Linked DNA regions of Mus musculus: region 2 is linked to region 1. The links are chromatin contacts, called in public HiChIP or PLAC-seq maps. All regions are on one chromosome and are shown on one strand. The core of a region is the stretch at or near the end of the contact, and the rest is flanking DNA. Distances in the headings are between cores, read along the strand shown.

Region 1 (5,346 bases), core at 1,156-3,655:
AGCTGATGCAGAGAACACGGAGGGGCGCTGCTTACTGACTTGCTCCCCATAGATTGCTCAGCCTGCTTTCTTATATAACCCAGGAATGCATCAGTCCACAATAACAGTTCTCAACCTGTGGCTGGAGACTCCTTCACGGGGGTCGTGTAAGACCATTGGAAAACACAAACATTCACATTACAATTCAGACCAGTAGCAAAACTAAAATTGTGAAGTAGCAATGAAAACAATTTTAAGGTCAGAAGTCACCAAAACATGACTAAAGGTGTGGGAAGCCATATGTGCCGTTGCAGAGTGGCACTGACTACTGCTGGCCACCACGCATAAGTTTGGACAAACAACCAATGTGTACGTATGCAGTAAAGTTTTTTGCAAAGACACTGCCTGGCCCGGGCATGATAATGAGGCTTTGAGAGTATAACCAATCAGATGTGAGACATGCAAATGAGGTATGATAATGAGGCTCTGTGAGGTACAGAGAGAGAGAGAGAGAGAGAGAGAGAGAGAGAGAGAGAGAGTAGCCAATCAGATGAGGAACATGCAAATGAGGCATAGTGCATAACCAATCCGGGTGTGAGACATGCCTCTCCTAGGCCTATATAAGCAGCACCAGTTCTGGGCTCGGGGTCTCTTCGCCTCTACAATCAAGCTCTCCCAATAAACGTGTGCAGAAGGATCCTGTTGCAGCGTCGTTACTGCTGGCCAGTCCGGCGCGCGCAAGATAAAGGTATTAATGGTTCTAACATCAAGAAAGTTGAGGACTGATGGCCTACAGTGAGGTAGCCAGTCTCTTCATCAATCATCAATCAAGAAAATGTACCACAGGCCAGTCTAGCGGAGGTATTTTCTCAACTGAGGTTCCCCTTTGAAAGGTGACACTGGCTTGTGTTAAGGTGACATAAAGCCAGCCAGCATACCCACTCTACCACACCTTACACCTTTCAATTGGGGGTTTCTTACTGAACCTGGAGCTGAGCTAGAGGCCAGCCATCCCCGTGAGCCCCGTGAGAAGCAGATGATGCACAGTGGGTACAAGATGAGGCTTTCAGGCCAGGATGCCTAGTTATGGGTGAGAACCAAGCAATCGCTGACTCAGCAGCATGTTCTCGTCCAATCACACCCCTTGTCCGTAAGATGAGAGGGCAGGGCCTGCTTCTAAGGACGGGTGTGTTCTTTAAAGGAAATTAGATGTACAAACTACCTTCAGCAGTGTATGTGAGCTAGACATGGTGACTCATGACTATAGTCCCAGCACTTGGGGAGCTGAAGCAGGAGGATGGCTGTGAGTTTGAGGCTAGTCTGGACTACATATGAGTTTCAGGAAAGACTGGACTACAAAGAGAAAGAAAGAAAGAAAGAAAGAAAGAAAGAAAGAAAGAAAGAAAGAAAGAAAGAAAGAAGGAAAGAAAGAAAGAACAACAGAACAGAACAGACAGTTGGTTATAGGTGCATAATTTTAATCCCAGCAAGCAGGGAGCAGAGGCAGGAAGAGCTCTGTGGGTTCAACATCATCAACAAAGCAAAAGGGCCTAGCGGGTGGCACATCCTGTGTTTCGTTTCTGTTGCTGTGATAAAATAACCAGACAAAAAGAAGAAACTTAAGGGAAAGGGGTTTATTTTAGCTCATAATCTGAGGTCACAATTCATCACTTCAGGGACACCACAGTGGCAGGGCTTGAAGCTGCTTGTCACCACCTTAGTCAAGAGCAGAGAGAAGTAGGTGCCTGTGTACATGGAGCTCAGCCCGCTTTCTCTATTCTTATACAACCCTGGCTCCTAAATCAGAAAATGGTGTGCCCATCCACTCTGAGGCTGTGTCTTTCCCACAATGGAGACAATTTCCCCTGCCGTACACACACACACACACACACACACACACACACACACATACACACACACACACACACACAGGCGCACGCACACTCTCACATGCCAACCTGATCCAGATAGTACCTTATTGAGGCTCTTCTCAGGGGACTAGATTGTGTCAAGTAGACAAACTAACTACCACACTCAATATTCAAAGAGGCAAGAGATTCTATTAAAGATGATTCTTAGCTACAAAGCAAGTTAAAGCCAGCCTGAGCTACATGAGACCATGTATTAAAAAAAAAAAAAGTTCAATTTCTGGGAAAGCATAAGCCACCCACACCTGTCCAATTTTTTAATGTTGCTCCATGATAGTAACCCATTCAGTTTCCACTGGAACATTGTGCAGTTGAGTCCATCCCCACAAAAAATAAATACCTCTTAACAGTGCTTTAAGTAGGTTTATGACAGTGTTGAGCTATGTTCCTAGCTATCCTTGGCTATACATGGCCCACAGGCTGCACAGGGCTCACACTCCTCCCACAGGCTGCACAGGGCTCACACTTCACCCACAGGCTGCACAGAGCTCACACTCCTCCCACAGGCTGCACAGAGCTCACACTCTGCCAATAGGCTACACAGGGCTCACACCAGATTCTGTTATAGGGAAGACCCAGAGAGAATGACTACAGCCCAGCACTCACTCCCAATTTTACCTTTTACCAGCCCCTTGAGCCCACTTTAGGCCCTGACTCTGACCTCCATCGTCCTGGTTTTAATTAGCTGAGCAGTGCCTAGCTGGGTCCATGGTGCTGGGTATAACCTCAAAGGGCTGTGCTCTTTCTCCACGAGAACTATAATTGCCACCCGGGCTCCCCAGCCATCTCCTTTCCTTTCTTCTTTATTTCCTATTGAGAAAGGGATTTAAACTGAGCAGTTTGGGTTGAAGTCACACGCCTGGCTCCTCTTCTCTAAATAGAAAGCCATCTCCCTTGCGGGCTTGTTTCCGAAATTAAAGGGACGCCCGCCATACTTTGTTCAGTTTCTCTCCACTTCTCCACCCAGGGCTCCTGTCTAGGATGAGAGGAAGCAGCTGAAAGGAGAGGTGCACCCATGTCCTCTGGGATCAAAACCTGCCAACATCTCTCCTCCTCAGCTTAGCCCGGAGTCAGGTGCCCTGGACTCTAATGTGAAACCAGCCTACCTCTGAGCATCTGAAAAGGAGACTCCTCGCCCTCCCACAGCAGGTTCCAGCCTGTGTACAACCAGGAACACATAGCTCCCTCCCCTGAAGGAATCAGACTTCTCCATCAGGACTGCTCAAAGCCCATGGATATTCTAAGAGAGGAAGAGATGGCTCCATGGGTAAAAATAATGGAAACGCAAGCAGGAGGTCCTGGGTTTGGATCCCCAACTGTCAAGCAAAAGCCAAGCATAACAACATGTCTGCAATGCCAGCACTGGTCACCCTGGAGACAAGCGAATGTCAGGGCTCACTGGCCAGCCTAGCTGAAATGTGAGCTCCAGGCTCTGAGAGAGCCTGCTGCAAAACATAAGGAAAAGATGGCTCCACTGCTAAAGTCACTCGCAGTTGTTGCAGAGGGCCTGAGTTCTCTTTCCAGTGCCCACATTAAGGAAGATCACAGTCGCATCCAACTCAGGCTCCAGGACCCAATGTCCTTGTCTCAATTTCACAGGTAACCTCACTCACTTGCATACAAGCACATATACACATAGTTCTAAAAAAATAGCAAAAATAAATCTTAAAACAAAAATAAGGTAGAGTACTAAGTGATACTTAAAGTCAACTTCTGACCAAGTGTGTCTGCACCTGAGTGCACACACATACAGTGCACATACACTGCACATAGACCAGCAGTTCTCAACCTATAGGTCATGACCCCTTTGGGGGCTGTCAAATAACTCACAGGGGTTACCTAAGGGCTATGGGAAAATACACATATTTGCATTATAATTCATAACAAAATTACTGAAGTAGCAACAGAATAATTTTATGGCTGCGATCACCACAACACGAGGAGCCACGTTAAAGGGTCGTGGCATTAGGAAGGTCGAGAACCACTGCCTTAGACCTTTCAAAAGGCACTCAAAGCCCTCAGCTCCAGACACAAAAGGACACCATCAACCACAGAATGGACAGAGGGAAACCCCTCAGACTAGATGCAGAATGCTGTGACCACAGAGCCTCCTGAACTCAGCTGCTGAGGCACCACAGTGAGGAGCACTGATGTCAGAGTGGAACACCACCCCATCACCCTCAGCTGCTGACTTCTGTCAAGGTCTTCATTTGGGAGTCAGTGAACATCAGTGGTACACAGTGCAGAGCACCCAGGCTTCTCAGGGCACACAGAGCCTCCCCAAGTATAAACCCTGGTAGGTTAAATGACAGAAAATGGCCCCAAACATCCTAAGTCATTGTTACCATCCTTGTTGGGTTTGCCCTGAACCAAGTTAGACCCTGAGCCCAGGGATTGAATAGTACTTGGGGATGGTGTAAATCTTTGGGGGTCCCTAGTCACAAAAGTGCTTTAAATGTTTGTGTCAGGGCAAATATACTTCTTACCCCTGATCAGAGAGAGAGGAAGAGAGAGAGAGAGAGAGAGAGAGAGAGAGAGAGAGAGAGAGAGAGAGAGAGCTTACCTCTAGCCAGTCCATGCCTGGACGGATGAGGGAAGACAGCACACACATCTCCTCCTAGACGTTTGCTTGGGGTGATAAATATCTCCGATTTTTATTGCGAATGAGATCTTTCTTGTCCATTATTTTTTCTTCTAAGCGGTTACTGTTGGACATAGGAAAGGTATTGATTTTTTTCACATTTATTTTGTAGCTGGCTGCCTTACTGAACTCTCATTATTTCTAATAGTTTTTCAGTTTGAATTTCCCAAAGGGAAAGGGGTTTAAGCAGCAAGACAAGGTAAGCAAAATTACATGAAATCCACTGTCACTACTGTCTGTGTTCTGTGGAAGTGTGGAAAGCTGGGATAAGAATACACGTGTTATACATGTGAACCCTGTTTCTATGCACCCTGACATCTCAGCATCCTGCTTGCTCACTGCACTCCTGGAGGTGGTGTCTCTCCAATATAGTAAAGACAGCTTTGGAACCCAGACTCAGAGGAGTCCTCTGGGGGTTACAGGCTGGTAGTTCTAATGTCCAGCCTTGTTGGATGGCTGAGTGCCCATCTGGGAAAAGCCCAGAGCAGGAGCCTTCTAAACCTGACTCTACCTGTCACTCTGGCCTCCCCTCTTACTACCTCAATTACCCTAATCTGGAAGCTACAGATGACCACCCCCACATGAGCAATTCTCAGTCTGTAAGTCATGATCCCTTTGGAGGTCAAATGATTCTTTCACAGGAGTCATAACAGTAGCAAGATTACAGTTACAAAGTAGCATCTTGAGGGCTAGCCTGCAAGCATCCCTCCAGCCTGAGCATCAACTGTGTGCAGGTGTGGGGATCCTCACCTGGCCTGCCCTCAACTCTGTTCAGAGGGGCATCATTCCCTTGAGGAC
Region 2 (5,346 bases), core at 2,126-4,625, 660 kb before region 1:
TGAGGTATTAATAACTCTCTTCAAAAAGCCTATCTCTGTAGATAATTAAAAAAAAAGAGAGAGAGACAAGGTCTTATATTGCTTAGGCGGGATCTAACTTAGGGGCTCAATCAATACTTGTCTCCTAGCTCCCCCAAATATAAGGGTATCATTGAAGATAATTTTTCTTCCTTTTTTATTATAAATATTTAAAACTAAAATTATGAACTTTCTCCTATAAGTACAAAAATAGCCCAAGGGAGAAAGAGTGATAACATGGAAATAGACTTTAATGCATATATTAAAATTTAGAGCTGTAATGAGGGAGAGAGGTAGAATCTTACTGCTAGTATAATTGCCTAATTATTCTTAGAAGTAATAAAGTTACATTCTAACTCCCTGTGTTTGCCAAACTAAATCCTAGGTGGATTAAGTAATTCAATATAGGAAGGAAACAATAATAAGTAGAAAGATACAAATCTACTATGTAAGAAGATACCCATAAGCTTGAAAAGAATTTAAAAAATAAGGTATGTTCGTTTTTATTACCACTGTGACAGATACATGAGAGAAATAATTTTTTTTTGTTTTTTTTGTTTTGTTTTGTTTTGTTTTTTGGTTTTTCAAGACAGGGTTTCTCTTTAGAGCTCTGGCTGTCCTGGAACTCTCTTTGTAGACCAGGCTGGCCTCGAACTCAGAAATCCGCCTGCCTCTGCCTCCCGAGTGCTGGAATTAAAGGCGTGCGCCACCACGCCCGACGAGAGAAATAATTTAAAGGGAGAAATTCAGGGATGGAGAGATGGCTCAGCAGTTGAGAGCACTGGCTGGTTTTCCATAGGTCCTGAGTTCAATTCTCAGCAATCACAACCATCTATAAAAGGATGTGATGCCCTCTTCTGGCATGCAGGTGTACATGCAGGCAGAACACTCATACACAAAATCAATCGAGAGAGAGAGAGAGAGAGAGAGAGAGAGAGAGAGAGAGAGAGAGAGAGAGAGAGAGACTGATTGATCATGATGCACAGTTTCAGTCTGTGGACCCACTGTTTCTGGCTCCCAGCCAGGTGGATCGGTAGAACGTGGCAGGAGGGTCTGGTGGGACAGGGCTGTTCATTTCACGGGAGCCAGAAAGCTGAGAAAGTACACAAGACAAGATACCTCACAGGCCTGCCTCCAAAGACCCACTTACCTCAGCCAGTCCCCACTTTCATAACTACTTCTCAAAGCTAGAACAACTGTCCTGGTACACGTGGTTAAATCGAGGAGGATCACCAGCTGCAGAGAAAGCCTTCACCATGAGTCTATGGGGACACTTTTTATCCTACTCTGTAACACAGAAATGAGGTAAAATGTCGATGTCACCTACCATGAAGGAATTTATCCTCAGACACAAAAACAGAAACAGAGATGCTTGCCAAGTCTGATGTGCAATATAGTGTTCCTTAGATTAGGTGGCTCAGCTGGTAAGGTGCTCACCACAGGGGCTTGAGGACCTGAGTTCAAGCCCTAGCAACCACCTAAAACCTAAGTGTGATGGTGCATGCTCATTACTCTAGGGCTGGGATGGTGGGGACCAGTGGATCCCTGGGACTTGGAGGTCAGTCAGCCTGCCTTAACCAGCCATTCCCAGGTGCCAGTGAGAGACCTTGTGTCAAAAATAAAACCAAGGAACAGCTCTAGAGGACAACACCCAAGGCTCACATCTGGCATTTACTCACATGCTCTCACAAACACAACGGCCTTCTAAGTCAGACAAATGCCATCTCCAACTGCTGAGTTGCAGGCCAAGGATCGTCACAGCAGGTCCAGTTGACTATTGGCATTCCGTCCTAGGAGAGGACAGGAGGGTCTTTGGATCTTTACTTGGGTTTCCGACCGCTCCTCCCAGCCATTTATATTTTCTCCTAATTACTTGTGGAGCAGGGAGTATTGGAGAGGTCCTAGATAGTCAGGCTGAAGAAGCGAGGGTGGGAGGGGAGGGCCACCCCTGTGGCTATGGGGAAGCCATCTTCCACACTGGGTGAAGACTTTTCCAGTGCTTTGGGTTTGCAGTGCTTCTGTCTGTAAGCCCTCATCCGGGCTCTGTATGTAAGCCTAACAAATTCATTGGTTCCCTCGCATGAGCTGTGGTGGAATTATACCTTGGTTTATCCTTAGAAACTTGGGGTCCGCCGGGCAGTGGTGGCGCACGCCTTTAATCCCAGCACTTGGGAGGCAGAGGCAGGCGGATTTCTGAGTTCGAGGCCAGGCTGGTCTACAAAGTGAGTTCCAGGACAGCCATGGCTACACAGAGAAACGCTGTCTCGAAAAAACAAAACAAAACAAGAAACGTAGGGTCCTATCTCCCCACCGCCACACCCCACCTAGAAAAGGAACTTTAGCCCCATCTCTAGCCCGATTCTGGTCAACTGAGTTGGGCTTTCTTCCTTCCATAGATACTGTCAGCCTGCTCTCACATCAGAATGGAAGTTGGAGGACTCCAGTTGGAGGCCAACCTGGGCTACAGCGTGAAACCCTGTTTAAGAAGGAAACACAGCAAAACAGCTAAAGCTGTGACGCTCTGGGACCAGGCAGACGTGAAAGACTTTAAGTCCCACCCACCAAGATGTGCGGCGCAGGCAGCTTGAAGGCTGGGACCACGCGATTATGCTGCCTTCCCGGTGGGATCTGATCACCACTGCACGCTCTGACTAGAGAGGCCGATCCGTCCTAACCTCGGTCCGCTGAGCCTGCAGTGACCAACGGGCTCCAGACCGAGAAGTTTCCTGAGGAGGCTCAGAGGCATCGGCGCGCAGATGGGGAGGGGACTGGCTCTAGCCACGCCAATCTCCGGCCACTTCCGGTCCATGCCTCCTAATCTCAGCCAATCAGCGCCCTGCATCGCCGGCGTCCTATTGCTGTCATGGAGACGAGGGGGCGTGTAAACGCCAAGCAGGGCCTGCAGTGGGGCTGTGTGAGTCTCGCCATCTCTCCCACCTCTTTCTAGAAAGGATGCACTGGCTTTAGAGTGCCCAAGGCCACTTAGGTGTACTCAAAGATTCTCATTTCCGGCCCCAGCCCACAGCGCCGGAAGCGCTCAACCAGGCAGCATCCGGGTCTTTTCCGGCCGTCCTTGTGTTGCCATGGAGATGGGATGGCGGCTTTCAAATACCGAGGGATGCTCGCCGGGCAAACCTGAGAACTGCCCACGATTCCGGTCTCTTTCCAGTTTCCAGTGTCCCCTTAGGCCAGCGAGATCATGTTCGAAGTGGCGTGGGGTCCTTAGTGTCGCTGGATGGGCGCGCAAACTCGCTCACTTCCGGGTTCTTCTGGGTAGCGATCAGCCAATCAAAGTCCCGCTCTTTTTCCCCCCCGCGTCTCGCAGGTTGTCATGGTGACGCAGAGGGCTCACCCACGCGTCCAGGGGAGTTGGCCAGGTCTTCGGGTGCCTCGGTTTCCTCTGTCCAAGCTGTGGCCTCGCCGTGGCAAGGCAGAGCGCGTGCAACTCGGGTCCCCCACCATCGTGCAGGTGGGTGGGCAGCTGCGGCTCCATTCCTGGTTACATCTCTGACCCGCTTCATCCTCCTCAGAGGCGCGACCACTTCCCCCAGGACAGCAACTTATCTAAAGTCTTATTTAAAAAAAAAAAAAAAAAAGTTTATTTACGTGCGTGTGCACATGTTGAGTGTTTGCGGAAGCCAGAAGATGGTGTTGGATTTCCTCGAGCTGGAGTTACAGGTAGTTGTGAGCCACCCGGAGTGGGTGCTGGGAACAGAACTCAGATCCTCTGCAAGAGCAGTATGTATTCTTAATGGCTGAGCCATCTCTCTGTCCACTGATAGTTTTGACAAGGTTTCTTGCACATGTGAGAGAGTGTGCGCGCATGCATGTGAGTGTACTGGTGGATGCTCCTGTGTGTGCAGGCAGAGAAGGGTGTTGAGTGTCTTCCTCTGGCCTGTCTGCCTTTTGCCTAGAGACAAGGTCTTTTTCCCCTGCCCGAGGCTGGTTGTTGAGACTAGACTAGCCTGCCAGTGAGCTCCTGGGGTTCTCCCGTGTAGGCCCTTCAAAGCTGGGATTACTGGGTTTCTATGTGTGTGTTGAGTATTTGAACTCAAGTCCTCAGGCTTGCAGAGTAAACACTTAACCAGGTGAACCGTCTTCTCAGCCCCATGTTCTTTTGTAACAATGACATCTTAAGCTATCATACAGTTTCAGGGCTTCACTACGACATTTTCCTATATGTCTGTCTTTGTGTTTTCCTTATGTCTGCCCCTCACTATCTTCCTCTGCTCTTCTTACCCCCTCCTGCTTGTCCTCTTTCTCATCCTCTCATAGTTGTCTTGTGGCTTCACAGGACCTACTTTTATGTCTTGATTTTGCATGAGAGGAAACATGGTGTTGTGTCGTTACTGCCTCCCGTGACCCTTTGTTCCTGCCTCTCCTCCCTTTAGGCTCATTTTTCTTCCCTGTAGTCCTCTGTTTACTCCCGTTCCTCATATATGATATATGTTTAAATCTAGGTTATATACTATTTTGTATATTCCCACTCAATTTTGCCAGAGAGAGATAATGTAGTGTTTGTCTGCCTGGCTCTGGCTTACCTCATAGCATCACCGCAATGACTTTGACTCAATTCATCTTCCTGAAAATGATGTAATTCCACTCTTCCTGACAGCTGAGTGGCGCTCTGAGAGATGCCAAGTATCCCTGTGTATGCTGCCTGAGCTGCCTTTGGATGTTCATGTGCATGTATGTGCATGTGTGTGTGTGTGTGTGTGTGTGTGTGTGTGTGTCTGTGAACACAGGAGTAGCATGACTGGACATGTAGGCGATTCTATTTGACTTTTGAGAATGCTCCATGTTGATGTCCTATGGTTTACTGTAAAACACAAGAGCCTGGCCTTTGTCTGCCTATCTGTGACTCTTTGCCCACTTCTAGGTGCAGTTTATAAACCAGAACTTCCTCCTTTCTCCTCCCTCCCTCCCTCCCTCCCTCCTTCCCTCCCTCCCTCCCTCCCTCCCTCCCTTCTCCTTCTTTTCTTTTGTCCTCCTACTCCTCCTTCTGTTTGTTTGTTTGTTTGTTTGTTGAGCCAAGATTTCTCAGTTTAGCCCTGGATGTTCCAAAACTCACTCCATAGATCAGGTTGGCTTCGAATGCAGAGATTTGTCTGCCTCTGCCTCCTGAGTGCTGGGATTACAGGTGTGCGCCACCACTGATGGACCAGAATGTTTCTTACACTACCTTCTCTGCACAAGCTTATACTACCTTCTCTGCACAAGTCTCCTTCTTTGCACATGTCCTCACCAGTGCTTCCTTGATGGCAGCTGTTCAGACTGGGATGAGTACCCGTGTTTTGAGTTTGCATTTCCCTGATGGCTGATGGTAGG

The links. HiChIP or PLAC-seq counts read pairs in DNA pulled down with a chosen protein or histone mark.
Region 2: an H3K4me3 HiChIP or PLAC-seq map of embryonic limb bud shows a contact between it and region 1, with 4 times the contacts expected there. The contact joins the promoter of Ulk4 here to the enhancer-like site in region 1. A contact is called at or near these places in 10 of 115 datasets of contacts at active chromatin or transcription factors (bone marrow-derived macrophages, embryonic basal ganglia, embryonic forebrain and 7 more) and 3 of 9 other capture datasets (embryonic stem cells, embryonic trunk and pancreatic islet).

Annotation. Positions count from the first base shown.
Region 1 is chr9:120,609,995-120,615,340 of GRCm38.p6, reverse strand. Gm39456 (a long non-coding RNA gene) reads left to right here. Exons shown (of 3, transcript XR_871366.1): 3 at 2,875-3,681. It overlaps Gm34323 (a long non-coding RNA gene), which reads right to left. Exons shown (of 3, transcript XR_003948277.1): 3 at 4,470-4,612. Among named protein-coding and RNA genes, the nearest start is that of Gm39456, 7.7 kb to the left of the region's middle. Within about 2 kb of position 2,405, at least 1 of the 459 cell types and tissues checked has an H3K27ac peak or open chromatin away from gene starts, as enhancers often do. A contact at or near this core is called in embryonic limb bud, where this site is marked.
Region 2 is chr9:121,275,201-121,280,546 of GRCm38.p6, reverse strand. It overlaps Ulk4 (unc-51-like kinase 4), which reads left to right and starts at 3,375. Exons shown (of 37, transcript NM_177589.3): 1 at 3,375-3,487. It overlaps Gm34655 (a long non-coding RNA gene), which reads right to left and starts at 2,800. Exons shown (of 2, transcript XR_003948091.1): 1 at 2,581-2,800; 2 at 1-1,808.